Linked DNA regions of Gossypium arboreum: region 1 is linked to region 2. Evidence: chromatin contacts called from public Hi-C data. All regions are on one chromosome and are shown on one strand. The core of a region is the stretch at or near the end of the contact, and the rest is flanking DNA. Distances in the headings are between cores, read along the strand shown. Region 1 holds the start of LOC108483084 (protein ESSENTIAL FOR POTEXVIRUS ACCUMULATION 1-like). Region 2 holds the start of LOC108483068 (glucose-6-phosphate isomerase, cytosolic).

Region 1 (4,294 bases), core at 726-3,225, 290 kb after region 2:
GCCTTGTCCTATTTCTTCTTTTGTTCGAGTTTCATTCGTGTGTTCGAGATTTTCCTCACCGAAGATTTGTACCAACAATATTAAATATCAAATTCAAAATAACATATTTTTAAAAAATATTTTGAAATATTTGCAATGTGGGCCACCTAAATTGAGCTTAAGTTAACTATTTAAAAATAAGGATAGGCTTTGGTAAATTTTGAAGTCATATTTTTTATTGAATCAATCTTGAGCAAGCAAGAAATGCATTAATATTACATGTATGTCTAGCTCAAAATTAAGTCATGAACACCTTTATTTATAAATAACATGATTTTGAAATAAAATTAACTTGAATTGAGGTAAATATTATTATATCCCTAATAAATTCAACCATCTTAATGAAGACTCAAAGTTTCACGAAAATCCTTTCATATTGTGGAGCTTACATTGAAAATTTCATGACCGCACAACGGCTGTCCCGTTTTAGACGTGGTATGCCAAAGTTTGACCCGTTGGATTAAGCTCATACTGTTTTTGGAAGCTAAATGTGGACGGTTGGCGAAGAGCTTGCGCCAATCAGCTAGGTTTCAATGCTGTGGTTTGGGATAGTAATGAACACGTAACATATGGAAGCTTATATGCAGGGTCTTGATTTGCAGGTGAATTATGTCAAGATTGAAAGTGATTCTTTGGTTTTTATCAACTTCTTTACAGCTAGTGACCATATATGTCTAGCTTGGGGACTTTAGATTGATTTTATTCTCTTCTTCATAGTTTTTACACTATGTTTGGATTGTATTAAACCTAGAGAAAGGAAATGGAAGGAAAGTAACACCCTTTTCCTTATTTGGATAGTTTCTTCTCTCCCTTGGGTTACTTCAGTTTTAATTACTCCATTTGGGAGAATAGTTAAAGAAAAAAGTGAAGTTACTTTTAATTTATCTTCTTAAATCTTTTACATGAATTATTTTTAAAAGATATAAATAAAAAATCATTGTAATCAATCATTCTCTTAATTAAACAAAAATTATAGTTTTTTTATTTTACTTAATTAATTTTATCTATCCAAATAAAATAAATACACATAATATATTCTTTTATTTAATTTTCCCCTTTCTTTTATAGATTTTTATCCAAATATAAAGTTAGTGTTGCAAGGTTGAATCATGTTTTGCGATTTGGGAACCAACCTGCTCATTATTTGGTAAAGTTTGTCGGGGTGTCGTGATGGTAGTGTCTCGTAGAGAAGTCAACCTCTTCCTTGTAGTCCATGGATTTGTATTGACATTGATTCGATTAATAATGATTTTTCGGTGCACTCTTTTTCCACTTTAGAATGGTTTTAACAAGACATCGTTTTTATAAAAAAATATTTAATTTAAAATTTTAAAAATATTAAGATTTTTAATATTATTAAATATACATATTAAATAATTATTAATATAATTATTATTTTATTATTTTATTAAAACTATTTAAAATTACAATTTTATTTTAATAATAAAATATAACATTAATAATAATTTTAAAATTTAAATAGTATTCTTAATATTTTATCAAGAATATTTTAATAATAAATATATAGAATTATAATTTTACAGTTATTTAGTAATAATTTTTATAATATAGAATATAAATATTTTAGTAGTATAAATACGGATATTTATCTAAATCCTATTTAACTTTATTTATCCTTCCGGGTCCAATGTTATGTGCTGCTATCCGCTTTTATATATGATCTCAAATTTCAATTTTAATTAGGCATTAATTATATAAAACAATATAGTTATTATAAGATAAATTTTAGTAAAATTTATTATATTTAAAAAAAGGGTTTTTGGAAAGCTGCAGTGAAACAAACATAGTGTAAGAGAAGTGGTAACTCATTCAAGCAGACAAGTGGAACAACAGAGCATGTTTGTGTAAGATATTCTTTGTAACTGTTTAGTTTTGAAATGGCAATATCTACATCCGGTAGAAGACATGAGTTCTAGGATTAGAAAGAGTGAGAAAGAGGGGAATTATGGCAAAGAATGGATGCCTTTTTCTTTTTTCTTTTTTCTTTTTCCAACGTATGAAAAATATCTAATTCTTTGAGATATTCCTTTTGATAATTTATTGCGAGTTTTTACCATTAAACGACAGCTCTTCACGTCGTACCACATTTCGACCTTAATTTCCACGGTCGTGGCGTATTACGCACCCGTCTACCTTAATCAGTTCTCACCTCGCATAGCGCAACCAAAGCGAAAAAAAGTAATAACGAAAAACAAAAAACTGCAGCAAGGGTTTTCCTCTGGTTCTCTTCTCTCTTTCGACTTTCACTGATCATCCATGGCTCATACCTCTGCTTCCGATTCCCGCCGCCTCCTCACCGTCAACCCTTCCCATCCGATCTCCAAAGGTAGTTTACCTCACCGATTTCCTTTCCCCTTCTACCATTAAGTGATTAACATCTTCTTACATTCTTCTTCTCTAAAACCCTACCTCTTACCATTTCTTCTTTTACTCATTTCTTTCTGATATTTAAATGCATTATTGTAGATTCAGTGGTTTTACGAGATTGCTTTGTGCGTGTTTTTTTTCTTAATATTTTTTAGTTTGTTGCTTCGAAGCTAGGGTTTTTGTTTTATCATCTGGAAGGTTTTTCTTTTCTCTCCTTTTTTTCTCTGGTGCCATTTTTTTGCGGTTAAGCACGGCACACTTTAGTTTCCGACTTACCGTTCTTGATATATATATATATATATATATTTCAATTTGAAAAGTACGATGTGATAAGGCGTAGTGAAGTAGTTCAATTTATTTTTTCTTTTTCAGATTAGTTCAACTCAAAACTAGTATTAGACTTTCTTTTATTGCGCTTTTTTTTTTTCAGTCTTGATTTAAATGCTATGATTTATGTGATTAATTATATAAAAAAATTGCATAGTTGTTTATTCCATTTATAAATGGCACCTTAGCTTTGTACTTACAATTGATCGTGCAATTTGTCTTGTTAGCTGCTTCATTAATGCATTTTATTGAGAAATTCCTTTGGCTTTTTATTAGTTTGAAATGCTGCTTGTGAAAGTAGGCTTCCTAAATTATGCCTTTCTAGACTTAACGCATTTTTTTTTCATTGTTTCGTGCTTCTGTTTTTCATATTCAATGATGAATCAACGTGGCAGTTTCAAGAGGCAAGTTCAGTAATTTACCAGAAAATGTGTGTATTCAATAAAATTCTGGGCTTGAGGCATTTCTAATGACTTGTTGCGTACTGTCTTTGAATGGGACTAAGCATTTTGATTTCAAATACTTGCTTTGAATAGCTGCCATGTTTCTAATTGATGCTTCTGATTATTTTATGTAGATGTTCAAGGATCTGACAATCCTATTCCTCTTTCACCACAATGGCTTCTTTCAAAGCCAGGGGAGAATAAGCCCGGAATAGGAACTATGGTATGTTATTATTGTTGTTGTGTACTGATTCTTGGTGTCCTTGTTCATTTATAGACGGGTTTAATGTTGTGTGAAGGCTTTCTCCATCCTTCTATCAACATACAGTTCTCATCTCAATAATTAGTTAATGTTCTGTTTAATATTCTTACTCTCTCAAACTCCCCCCTTAATTTTAAATCATCCATGCAGGAAAATCATTCTGTGCCATATCCTTCTCATGGAGGTCGCTCTGAAGTCATGAAGCCGTCTGGAAATGGCGAGGGGATGCATGATACCCCAAAGAAGGATGTCTTTAGACCATCCTTACTTGATATGGAAACTGGCCGCCGAGACCGCTGGCGTGATGAAGAACGAGATACCCATTCATCTCTGCTCAAAGATCACTGGAGGGATGGAGATAAAGAGCTCAGTGACACCCGCAGGGTTGATCGATTGGTAGATAACTTGCCTTCAAGACAATTTGGAGAAGCACGCCGTGCACCGACTGAGCGGTGGACTGATTCAGGTAACAGGGACTCAAATTATGATCAAAAGCGTGAGAGCAAATGGAACACACGCTGGGGACCTGATGATAAAAACAATGAAAGGTCACGAGATAAGTGGGCAGACTCTGGTAGAGATGGTGATATGCCTCTTGACAAAGGGTTGCCTCATCTTTCCAGTCATGGGAAGGATGTGAGAGAGGGGGATCACTATCGCCCATGGAGATCCACCTCTTCTCAGAGTCGAGGAAGGGGAGAGCCTCCCCATCACCAAGCGCTAACTCCAAGCAAGCAGGTTCCCACATTTTCTTATGGCCGGGGACGTGGAGAAAGTCACCCTTCAACATTTTCTGCTGGCCGTGGAAGGGGAAGTTCTGGTGGAAATTCAGGGG
Region 2 (4,211 bases), core at 1,409-3,908:
TATGATAGTTATTAAGTTGAAATTATGTTAATGATATAAATATTAGTTATATGAATGTGAAAAATTGGTGCTGGTTGTTTTAGTTTGAATTTGCAGGAGGTTTTAGGTAAAAATAAGCAGAAATGCTGCCGAAATTTTTATAAAAAAAAAAATTCAAAATATTCGAACAAGTCCCGTTCTACTTTTAATACGTGTTTGAACTTCGAGAGTTCAAGATAGGGACTTAATTATTATATTATACTATGAAAATTTTTAATAATTGTAAATTATTAGTAAGTTGTCTGATATGTCCGGTAATGCCTCATAACCTCGTTCCGGTAACGGTTTGGGGTTAGGAGGTGTTACACCCACTAACATAATTAAACCTATGTCAATATTCACAGAATTCCCGAAAATTGGTGCGTTACAATTTCATTCAAGTCTCATTTGGTTTTTGTATAATTTTTTAATAAATATATTTTTTACATAATTTTTTGGATTAGTATATATTTTGCCCCTCAAACTTATCCATTTGTATTTAAGTGGTACTTAATTTTTTTTCTTTGGACTTAGTTGGTACTTGAACTTATATCCCATCACACAAGTTGGTATCTCTACACTAACATCAATAGTTTGTGCTAATTTGGCACTAATAGTCAATCTAACGATGACACCTAGCAACCCCTTCATATGCAACATGAAAAATATAAATAATTTTTTTAAATATATATAAATTAATAAAAATATTTTTTTCATATCAAGAATGAACGTGAACAAATTGTTGTCCAGATACATATGAATCTAAGCACCCATTTGACCATATTCATTATAGACATGTTTTGTAGTAAGCTTGTATGTTTTTTTATTATAAAATATCATGTTATTATTGTATTTAAATTAAAATATATAAATTTTAAAAATTTAAAATTTATAAATTAATAAAAAGTATAAAAAAGTTCACATATCAAGAGTGAATCTGGACATATGGTTGTCCAAATTCATTCTAGAATGCTTTTACTAATTTTTATATTTAGGTGCTATTTGATAAACTAAAAATTAAGTGCTGAAAAATTAATTATTAAAAATTTAAGTAATGAATTAAAATTATAAAATAGCTTTATATATTACTTAAATGTAATTATAAAATATAATTTGATTGTTCGATAAAGATATATTTTAATTATAAAAGAAATTCTACATCTTATCCTTAAATTTTAAACATTTCAGCTTATTCTAAAAAAATTAAAATTTTAAATATAAAGTTTTTATATGATAATAAAATATTAAAGTAAATAAAATAAAATAGAATTAATTGAAAATAGTATCCTTTTAAGTGACAAGTAATTCTTACCTACTTATTATTTTCCACACTTTTCATAAAAAATTCTATCAAGTTATTTTTATTTTGACTACCAAAAAATTAAATATTGATTTAATTTTTTCAATCAAGGCCTTACATATTTTTATAAGTTTATAAATATTTAGTTATTTTATATATTTTTATAAATTTACATATTATAAGTGATAGGTTTTATATATTTTAAAAATATTATATGCTTTTATTAAAACTAAAACTTATATTTTATAAAAGTTTAAGAGTATATAAAATTACTAAAACACATCTGAAATGAATCTCTATAATTGGATGTCCAAATTTAAATGTATTTAGATCACCATTTATCGTTGTTTATTTCTTTTTACATGAAAACAATATATTTATTAATTTATATATTTTTGAAGAATTTGTAATTTTATATTTATGTTTGATACATAGCATATTAATAAGCTATCTTGTGTCATTATCGAGTTGGCTATTGGTATTACGTAAGCACAAACCAACGGTGTTAATGTGAAGATACCAAACTATGTGATGGAATATATAATTTTATTATTTTTAGCAATTTGCTATTCGCAATTCATTCCCAATAAACATATAATCATTTATTACAATTAAATTAAGAACAATTTTTTATAAAAATATATCAAACTTTTTATTAAATCAAATAACAAATGATTGTATTAGACATATATTATTTTAGATCAAAGAATGGTTATGATCTCTCTACTATGTTTAAATTTAGAATTTAGTATTTATTCTTTAATTGATATAATTTGATTCCTTTGTATAATGTTATTAGTAAGTTGAAATAGCTAATACCCTTAATTATTCTATTCAAATGTTGACTTCGGTTTTTTCTAAAAATACTTATTTCAACTTCATAGGTAGCCAAATTACATCAAATTAAAATACAATGACTAAATTCCAAATGTAAACATAGTAGACAAATCGAAACTACAATTTTACCATCATATTATAATGACTAAAAAGAGATTTGTGTCGTTAGTTAGTCTAAACATCTAACATCCTTAATATTTTGGTCCCCAACATGAATTTTTTTTAATAATACTTATTCCAATTTATTATATCAAAATATTTTTATTATAATAGTATTTATAAAAAATAAACATAAAAATTTAATCAAAATAACTAAATATATTAATTATTTGGACTAGCTAATGTGATTGTAAAATTTGAGAATCAAATTATGTTAAATTAAAATATAAAACTAAATCTTAAATATTACTATAATAAAGGGACTAAAATTAAAATTATACCATTATAAGAATAATGGCAAAAAAAAAAAGATTTTAATTATCTAGTTGGTATTATTGAATAAAAGGTGATGGACACATGGTCATCCTTACCCAATATACTATGAATTTCTTTTTACAAAACAAGAATATAGGGTATAGGGAATCGGCTTTGGAGAATAACGATGAGTCCAACCAACCTCACAGGCGCAGTCGATTAGACCGTAACGGTTCATTGAAAATATAATAAAGCTAGCGGTTCCTCGGGCCCATCGGAAATCCGTCGCCCACGGATTTCAGCCCTTAAAAGTCACAATCAATTTTCCAAAGTCGTTAAACTGGACCGGACTGGACCCAAGTTTCAATGACCGGAAATTCCTGATCCGCATCCTAATTGACATATGCCCTTCCGACCCTCCCATTTTCCACCACGTAGCATTATTACTATATTGTGAACTTCTTAACCTCGCCTCAGCTTTTTGTCAGCTCCAAGTTCCTTTTTTTTTTTCTTTATTCCATTAGTAATTTCTCTTTTCTTCTCAAATTATCATTCACCATCTTTCTCGTCGGTTTTGAGATCTCAAGTTGATTTATTACGTTTTAATATAGGTTGAGATGGCTTCGACCACTCTAATCTGCGATACCCAGCCATGGAAGGACTTGAAGGTAGCGTTTTCTGCTCATTTCTAGCTAAGAAGATTATAGCTAAAATAGCATGATAAATCTATTTGATCAACAAAGTGGGTTTGGGTTTTTTATAGGCTCATACTGAGGATATCAAGAAAACTCATCTTCGTGATTTGATGAACGACAAAGAACGATGCGAATCGATGATGGTGTAAGATCCTCTATTCAACTCCTACGATTTTTCTGATTCGATAACTGCACGAAACTTTTAATACTAATAAAATTGATGATATATAAATGTTTCTACAGTGAGTTTGATGGAATGTTTTTGGACTACTCAAGGCATTGCGCCACTCTTGAGACCATGGATAAGCTCTATAAATTAGCAGAGGTGAATTTGGATTATTTCTCGTTCGATTTAAATCATAATAGTCTTTTCGGTTTTGTTTTTTGTTTGTAATATTTCTCACAATTTCAGGCTGCTTCTCTCAAACAACAAATTAACCGAATGTATAGTGGCGAGCATGTAAGTTGAACTCTCTCCTAGGAGAAAGATAAAACTAGTTTTGGGTTTGATGTAAAGATTGGTGATGATATTGTTGAATAGCATTCCACGCCTTTTCATTCTTAGTTTTTTTTGTCGTTGCATTGCCTTTTTTTCTGGAAATTTCAGATAAATAGCACAGAAAATAGGTCAGTGCTTCATGTAGCTCTTCGAGCACCAAGGGATGCTGTTATAAACAGTGATGGAAAGAATGTGGTGCCAGATGTTTGGAATGTTTTGGATAAGATCAAGGATTTTTCAGAGAAAGTTCGCAATGGCTCCTGGGTAACTTATCGCCCTTTTTTTTACATCAAATTTGACCATCTTCCTCCTCAATTGCTGAGAGACAAATAAATCTTGGCAGGTTGGAGCTACTGGGAAACCACTGAAGGATGTTATTGCAATCGGTATTGGTGGCAGTTTCTTAGGTCCTTTATTTGTGCATACTGCTCTCCAAACAGGTTATGCT

Evidence for each region. A called contact is a pair of places that touch in the nucleus more often than the background predicts.
Region 1: a Hi-C map of leaf shows a contact between it and region 2, with 2.6 times the contacts expected there. The contact joins the promoter of LOC108483084 here to the promoter of LOC108483068 in region 2. A contact is called at or near these places in 2 of 5 Hi-C or Micro-C datasets (both in leaf).

The regions. Positions count from the first base shown.
Region 1 is chr1:76,365,453-76,369,746 of ASM2569848v2, forward strand. LOC108483084 (protein ESSENTIAL FOR POTEXVIRUS ACCUMULATION 1-like) reads left to right here and starts at 1,976. Exons shown (of 10, transcript XM_053029077.1): 1 at 1,976-2,386; 2 at 3,332-3,420; 3 at 3,610-4,294. The coding sequence starts at 2,317.
Region 2 is chr1:76,079,768-76,083,978 of ASM2569848v2, forward strand. It overlaps LOC108483068 (glucose-6-phosphate isomerase, cytosolic), which reads left to right and starts at 2,659. Exons shown (of 24, transcript XM_053029067.1): 1 at 2,659-3,022; 2 at 3,181-3,237; 3 at 3,333-3,409; 4 at 3,508-3,589; 5 at 3,677-3,724; 6 at 3,872-4,027; 7 at 4,107-4,203. The coding sequence starts at 3,187.